Linked DNA regions of Hordeum vulgare: region 2 is linked to region 1. A link is a contact called in public Hi-C data. All regions are on one chromosome and are shown on one strand. The core of a region is the stretch at or near the end of the contact, and the rest is flanking DNA. Distances in the headings are between cores, read along the strand shown. Region 1 holds the start of LOC123448853 (exonuclease DPD1, chloroplastic/mitochondrial-like). Region 2 holds the start of LOC123448855 (COBRA-like protein 7).

What was found. Hi-C and Micro-C count contacts between places; a contact is called where the count stands out from the background.
Region 2: a contact with region 1 is called in a Hi-C map of seedling, with 4 times the contacts expected there. The contact joins the promoter of LOC123448855 here to the promoter of LOC123448853 in region 1. A contact is called at or near these places in 1 of 6 Hi-C or Micro-C datasets (seedling) and 1 of 1 datasets of contacts at active chromatin or transcription factors (embryo).

Annotation. Positions count from the first base shown.
Region 1 is chr4H:437,696,801-437,700,562 of MorexV3_pseudomolecules_assembly, reverse strand. It overlaps LOC123448853 (exonuclease DPD1, chloroplastic/mitochondrial-like), which reads left to right and starts at 1,781. Exons shown (of 4, transcript XM_045125880.1): 1 at 1,781-2,108.
Region 2 is chr4H:438,451,331-438,455,092 of MorexV3_pseudomolecules_assembly, reverse strand. It overlaps LOC123448855 (COBRA-like protein 7), which reads left to right and starts at 2,057. Exons shown (of 1, transcript XM_045125883.1): 1 at 2,057-3,762. The coding sequence starts at 2,331.

The DNA of each region.
Region 1 (3,762 bases), core at 532-3,031:
GTCAAGTATTTGTTCCTATGACCATGAGATCATATAACTCACGGACACCGGAGGAATGCTTTGTGTGTATCAAACGTCGCAACGTAACTGGGTGACTATAAAGATGCTCTACAGGTACCTCCGAAGGTGTTCGTTGAGTTAGTATGGATCGAGACTGGGATTTGTCACTCTGTGTGACGGAGAGGTATCTCGGGGCCCACTCGGTAATACAACATCACACACAAGCCTTGCAAGCAATGTGACTTAGTGTAAGTTACGGGATCTTGTATTACGGAACGAGTAAAGAGACTTGCCGGTAAACGAGATTGAAATAGGTATGCGGATACTGACGATCGAATCTCGGGCAAGTAACATACCGAAGGACAAAGGGAATGACATACGGGATTATATGAATCCTTGGCACTGAGGTTCAAACGATAAGATCTTCGTAGAATATGTAGGATCCAATATGGGCATCCAGGTCCCGCTATTGGATATTGACCGAGGAGTCTCTCGGGTCATGTCTACATAGTTCTCGAACCCGCAGGGTCTGCACACTTAAGGTTCGACGTTGTTTTATGCGTATTTGAGTTATATGGTTGGTTACCGAATGTTGTTCGGAGTCCCGGATGAGATCACGGACGTCACGAGGGTTTCCGGAATGGTCCGAAACGAAGATTGATATATAGGATGACCTCATTTGATTACCGGAAGGTTTTCGGAGTTACCGGAAATGTACCGGGAATGACGAATGGGTTCCGGGAGTTCACCGGGGGGGGGGGGGGCAACCCACCCCGGGGAAGCCCATAGGCCTTGAGGGTGGCACACCAGCCCTTAGTGGGCTGGTGGGACAGCCCGAAAGGGCTCTATGCGCCAAGAAGAGAAAATCAAGAGAAAAGAAAAAAAAAGGGGAGGAGGTGGGAAGGAAGGGGGACTCCCTCCCACCAAACCAAGTCCAACTCGGTTTGGGGGGGGGGGAGTCCTCCCCCCTTGGACTCGGCCGACCCCCAAGGCAAGGTCCCCTCCCTCCCACCTATATATACGGAGGTTTTAGGGCTGAATTGAAACGACTTTTCCACGGCAGCCCGACCACATACCTCCACGGTTTTTCCTCTAGATCGCGTTTCTGCGGAGCTCGGGCGGAGCCCTGCTGAGACAAGGTCATCACCAACCTCCGGAGCGCCGTCACGCTGCCGGAGAACTCTTCTACCTCTCCGTCTCTCTTGCTGGATCAAGAAGGCCGAGATCATCGTCGAGCTGTACGTATGTTGAACGCGGAGGTGCCGTCCGTTCGGTACTAGATCGTGGGACTGATCGCGGGATTGTTCGCGGGGCGGATCGAGGGACGTGAGGACGTTCCACTACATCAACCACGTTCACTAACGCTTCTGCTGTACGATCTACAAGGGTACGTAGATCACTCATCCCCTCACGTAGATGGACATCACCATGATAGGTCTCCGTGCGCGTAGGAAATTTTTTGTTTCCCATGCGACGTTCCCTAACACATTTATCCTACATGCCACTTCTAAAATAACATCATTGTTCATGTCTTTGCTACCTATGCTACTCCACTCTTATCCACCATCCTCGATCTCGTGTGACGGAAAGTTCCTCCTTTGTGGGCTTTTCAGCAACACACCCTCCTGCTGAGGTGAGGCCCATGTGCCGGCATGGCATGGCCCGCTTATAAATAGGCTGCTGCGGGCTGTGCTGGGCTAGGCCCATTTAGTCACGCGCCGGACCCATGCTAGCCCGTTGGCCACCTATGCTCCCACCCCACGCCGCAGAGTGGCCATTTGCCGGAGCGCCACTCTCACCCCCCCCCCCCCCACCCCACGTTCCCACGCCTGAGGTGCGGTTGATCCGCCAACACCGGGCGCCCTCTCCGTCCCGCCCTCCGGTTGTCCCGAAGCTCCACTCTCTCCCGTCACCTCCACCGCTCCTCCCATCCACGCCGCACACGCCTCTCCCGCCCGCACGCCGACAAGCCTTCGCATCTCCGCAAGGCATATACCTTTCGTGCTCGCCTGCTTGCTTGCTTTCCCTTCCTTCTTGTTCCCAATTTTACCAGCCGCGGCGCTCTTTCGCCATCCCATTGGATCTTGGTCAGCCGGCCGGATGCTCAGGTACCTCCCCTTCGTTCTCCGTGCTCATTGATTCGCTGTTTTGGTTCGTTTCCTGGTGAGGCATTTCGTCGAGCAGTGCGGCTGCGTTGCCGTGGGTGGTGTTGAGCCTTGTTGAAACAGTGTGCTTGAGCTTTTAGGCGTTTCCGTTGCCGTGTTGATGCACCATGGTCCGTCTTATACTGTTTGGGGGCTTTGGTGGCGCGGGTCTGTTCCTCTTGAGTAGATGAATTATCAGGTTTCTTTTCCTAGTTTTGAAGGCCCATGGAAGGAAGTGTCGCCGTGGACGAATTTACGGTTGCCACGCTTACCCGTAGCTGTGGAGTTTCCAGTACATGCTGTTATCCAGTAGTTAGTACTTTTGGTATAAATGTATATCCTGGCATCTGTTATTAAGAACGGGACAATATTTCCATTTGCAAAGTTGTACAGAAAAACTAAAAGTCTAAAACATTTTTTTGTTTTGAAAAGGGGATAGCCCCGGCCTCTGCATCATAGTGATGCACAATGAGGTTATCAATATCCATAGCAATGACGATGGACCTTAATATGTCCTGTGCTGGTTCTTGGATTTCCTTTAGTTTGTTTGGTAATGGTGTTGTCATAGAACCGCAAGCTGCACGTGAATGTAGGAAGGATTTCAGGGATCAAAGCCTAAAGCATTTCGGTTATCAAGCATTGTTGTTGGCTGTTGGGATTATCTTAGATTGTACTGTATAATGGGAGCTTGATAGTGTTTTACATACATGGTAGTATCATGTAGAATTTTTACCATGAGATTCGCTAGTAGATGTATTTTTGTAATGAAGCACATTTGGCCATACCGGTGTAAATGTGCAATATATTTAGCATACTTACTATGCACTAGCATTGGTAATTTCACGCACAAGAAGTAAAGAATCAATGGTGATCTTAATTTTTCATTTCGGTAGCTATAAGCACAACTTTCATTTTGGATAATTATCTTAGTTAACATTATTTGTACATCAGGCTGCTGAATATTTTATATTAATAGGCTGCTAGCTGCCCGGTGTTAATGAACTACAAGCTTCAGAAAATATAAATTTTGTGCCTGCATTCTAGGAAATCACTTCAGCAGCCCATTTGCACTATGTCCTACACAAGCTGTTTGAAGAAACATCCCATGAGACTCATCTTTCCATATGCCAATTCCATCCTTCGAGCGTCTTTGGAGAAAGGCTCCCCACAAAAGTTACTGATGGACTATAGCACTATGCGCCATTTTACCACATTTTGCCCTGATTACAGAACATATGTTCTCCTCCTCAGAGCTTGTTCAAAATGTTCAGACATCTATGCTACCATGCAAATTCACTCACATCTCACTAAAGTTGGGTTGTTACGTAACCAAGATATAATAGCTCCACTTTTGAGGTTGTATATTGATCATGATCGCATGATGGAAGCATGTGAGCTGTATTGGCCAATGCTTGAGTGGAGTACTGATCCTTTCCATGGTAATTTGATGCTTATGGGATTCCTGAAGGAAGGACAGCTAGACAAGGCATATCAGATTTTCAAGAGGATGCCTGTCAAGGACCTGGTCTCATGGAATTCAATGATTGCAGGTGCAGTAAGGACCTCCCATCTGAAAGATGCAATGAATCTTTTCAGCAGGTTGGTCAATTCAGGCCTT
Region 2 (3,762 bases), core at 808-3,307, 750 kb before region 1:
TGGCGATCGGGGGAGAAGAAAATTGGACCTATGTGAAATTACAATACTTCTGATGGGATTTTCTACGAGTTTACACGAGCGCTCTCTCCATGATCCAACGACCGAGGAATCCTCGTATCATGAGAGCACGGGAGGTGTGGGAGTACCTGAAATTCTCCCACGCAACATAACTATGACCATCGTTAGTCACGTCGAGGCGCACCTCCGCCTTGCCTCGGCGAGCATGAATCATAATGATGATCTCACAATCATAAACCTTGACTCATATTTCAAAATTGTGACATCGTCAAAAAGTCAACTGTCCTTCAGCCCACCGCATCGTCTTTTTTTACTAGAGCGCGATAAATAAAGGAAGTGACACACTAGGCTACATAGGTGTTGAACTAGGGAACTCGTACTCGGAAAATGATAGTTGCTACCACTACAACCCATAGTTGATGTTGACATTAGGGAAACGAAAAATTTGTAAAAGCCTAGCACAACATCCAAATTAGAAGTCATGTTTGAAAAGAAATGAAACCTTTTTTACGTACTTTTGAAAACACAAACAATTTTAAAATTTTGAAAAGCATATTAGAATGTGAATAAACTTTACCATTTTTAAAAAGTATAAGAACAAAATTTGGTATTCTAAACATTTATTCTTGAACAAATTTTGAAAGCATGGAGAATTTTTGAAAATCCCCAAACTATTTTTAGAGTATGGACACTTTTGTAAATTCCAATTATTTTATACAAAACACCAATAAATTTATTCAGGATTTATAATAATAATATTTTTCCAATAAAAACATTTTTCGTCACCATTTAAAAGATGTTGAAATTTTAAGAATGTTCCTGCTTTTCAAATGGATGTTTATGATGTTTTAATAAATGCACCATACAATGGGAAAAATCTTCACATTCAAAGAAATGTTTGTGATAATTTTTTTAAAGAAACTTCACACATTTGAGAAAAATCATGACATTTTCTAGAATTGTTTTTATGCAATGTAAAGAAAATGTTCGCATAACTTAAAAAAAAATCATACCATTAAGAAAAATGAGCAGTTGGAATTTGTAAAATATTTACCATGTTTCTAAAAAAAAATGCTCGGGCCTATATTTGAAAAAAATTCCGTCATGCATTTAAAAAAGGTTAATGTGTGTTAAAAATGTTCACCATGTATCTTAAAAAAAATATAGTGTGCATTACAAAGTGGAAATGTATTTGCAAAAAATGGCACTCCCTCTGTAAATTAATATAAAAACATTTAGTGTTCTAAATACTTTATATTAGTTTACAAGGGAGTACAACTGTATAAGGGTACTGAGTTGGGAACGAGTTGCATGTCCAGTGTGGACAAGCAACTATATCAGGCATGAGTTGGATGTTTGACTTGACATGTAACTGAGTCGGCTGAATTTACATGTTGAGGTTGGACGTGGAACTAAATAGGGGTTGGAGCAAGTTGACTACGAATTTAGATGTGAGATAGTTATTTCTCATGTAGATTTGAAATAGCAAATGTATTCAAAATATTTCAAAACTTGTCTCACAAAAAGGTTTCATCATCAAACCATGCAAACGTGTTGCGACGATCCGTATGTTGAAATCAATCAACTGATTTGCTACCTTGTGTCAAGAAAAAAAAAACTATTTTCCTACCTGCATTTTTCCAGTTGCCATGCATGAAGCGCTGAAAGGCCCACAAGCATCCTGGGATCCCCTGAATCCCTGGTCGGCTCTGGTTTCGACGGACCTTCGCAAAGCTCACATGAGAGACACACATGGCCGGGCCCCATCCCACCCCGCCGCACAAAACGAAACGACAGAACACGAGCCATCCATTCCGGCGCACGCTAGAATCGGACGGCCAGCACGCGCGCGACGCCGGTGGAAACCCTACCGTTGGCACAGTCTCCGCCGCCGCGCGTCAGCACGTCACAAGTACTCTACTACCATCTGTGTCCGGGCCGGGCCCGCGCTTCCTTGACCCCGAAGCCCGCCCGTCAATCAATCATCGGGGCACGCTCCTCCCCTCTCCCCGACCTCGCCTCCTCTCCGGCCGGCGTCGCTTTCCACGCCCTTTTGTTCAAACCGAGAAAACCCCGTCCATCTCTGCCTGCCTTCCCGAAACTCGGAAAATAAAACAACGCGGACACGGAGGGAGCGAGGAAGCAGCAAAGCAAGCCGCGGTCGCACGCACGCCGCCCCGCCAGTTCAAACCCACCACCCCCCTCGTCTTCCCCAGCTGTGCCACGCGCTTTCCAATCGCCTCATCTATCTGCTGCCTCGCCCCGCCCTCCCTCGCTCCCCCCAAATCGCCTCCTCCCTTGCCGATCCAGCCATGGTCGGCTCGATTGCCGCCCAGGCCGTGGTCATCGGGGCCATCCTGCTGCTCGCGGGGCTCGCGGCCGCCCAGCAGACGCCGAGGGCTCCCGCGGCGGCGGTGGCGCCCGCGCCCGACCCCGGCTGCAACGGCATCCAGCTCACCTACATCCTCCAGAGCCGCGAGAAGATCCGCCCCTTCGTCAGCGACAGGAACAAGCAGCCTTACTCCTTCAAGGCCAACGCCTCCGTGCTCAACGGCGGCACCCGCCCGCTCCGCTCCTGGGCGATGCTCGTCACCTTCGGCCACGACGAGATCCTCGTCGGCGTCGGCGGCGCCGTGCTCACCGGCGGGGCAGAGCTGCCCTACAACACCACCGAAGCCGCCGGCAACGCCACCTCTTTCTCCGGTTACCCGCAGACGGACCTGCTCACGCCAATTGCCACCGCCGGGGACATGACGCAGATCCAGGCCTCGGTCGGATTGGTCGGCACGCTCTTCGCCGGCCCTCTCGGCCTCGTGCCGGATCCGCTGCCCACCGCCTTGTCGCTCGACGACCCGGACTACAAGTGCCCGGCGGCGACCAATGTCACCGCCACCATGTTCACCACCTGCTGCCTCCTCACACCCGAGGCCGAGGCCAACGTCACGGTCATCGACGCCAACTCCACAGACCCCACCAAGAGCTTCCTCCCGCGCGGCACCGGCGACCTCGTCATCACCTACGACGTCGTCCAGGCATACCCCACCAGCTACCTGGCGCTCGTCACGCTCGAGAACAACGCCAAGCTCGGCCGCCTCGACAACTGGCGGCTGTCGTGGGAGTGGCGGCGCGGCGAGTTCATTTACTCGATGAAGGGCGCACACCCCTTGGCGGTGGACGTCAGTAACTGCATCTATGGCGCACCAGGCCAGTACTATCAGAGCCTGGATTTCTCCCAGGTGCTCAACTGCCAGAAGAAGCCCGTCATCCTTGACCTGCCGCTGTCCCGGTACAATGACACCCAGATGGGGAAGATCGAGCATTGCTGCAGGAATGGCACCATCCTGCCCAAGTCCATGGACGCGGCTCAGTCAAAATCGGCCTTCCAAATGCAGGTGTTCAAGATGCCACCGGATACCAACCGGACCATGCTCTTCCCACCGGCCAATTTCAAGATCTCTGGCGGCTCGTCGCTGAACCCAGACTATGCCTGTGGCCAGCCAGTGCCTGTCAGCCCCACCGGGTTCCCTGATCCCAGCGGGCTCGACTCTACAACGCTGGCGGTTGCGACATGGCAGGTGGTGTGCAACATTACCACGGCCAAGGGGGCCAAGCCCAAGTGCTGTGTCACCTTCTCGGCTCACTACAACGACTCAGTCATTCCCTGCAACACGTGTGCATGCGGTTGCCCCTCGAACCGCCGGGGTCCTACCTGCAGCACGACTGCCCCATCCATGCTCTTGCCAC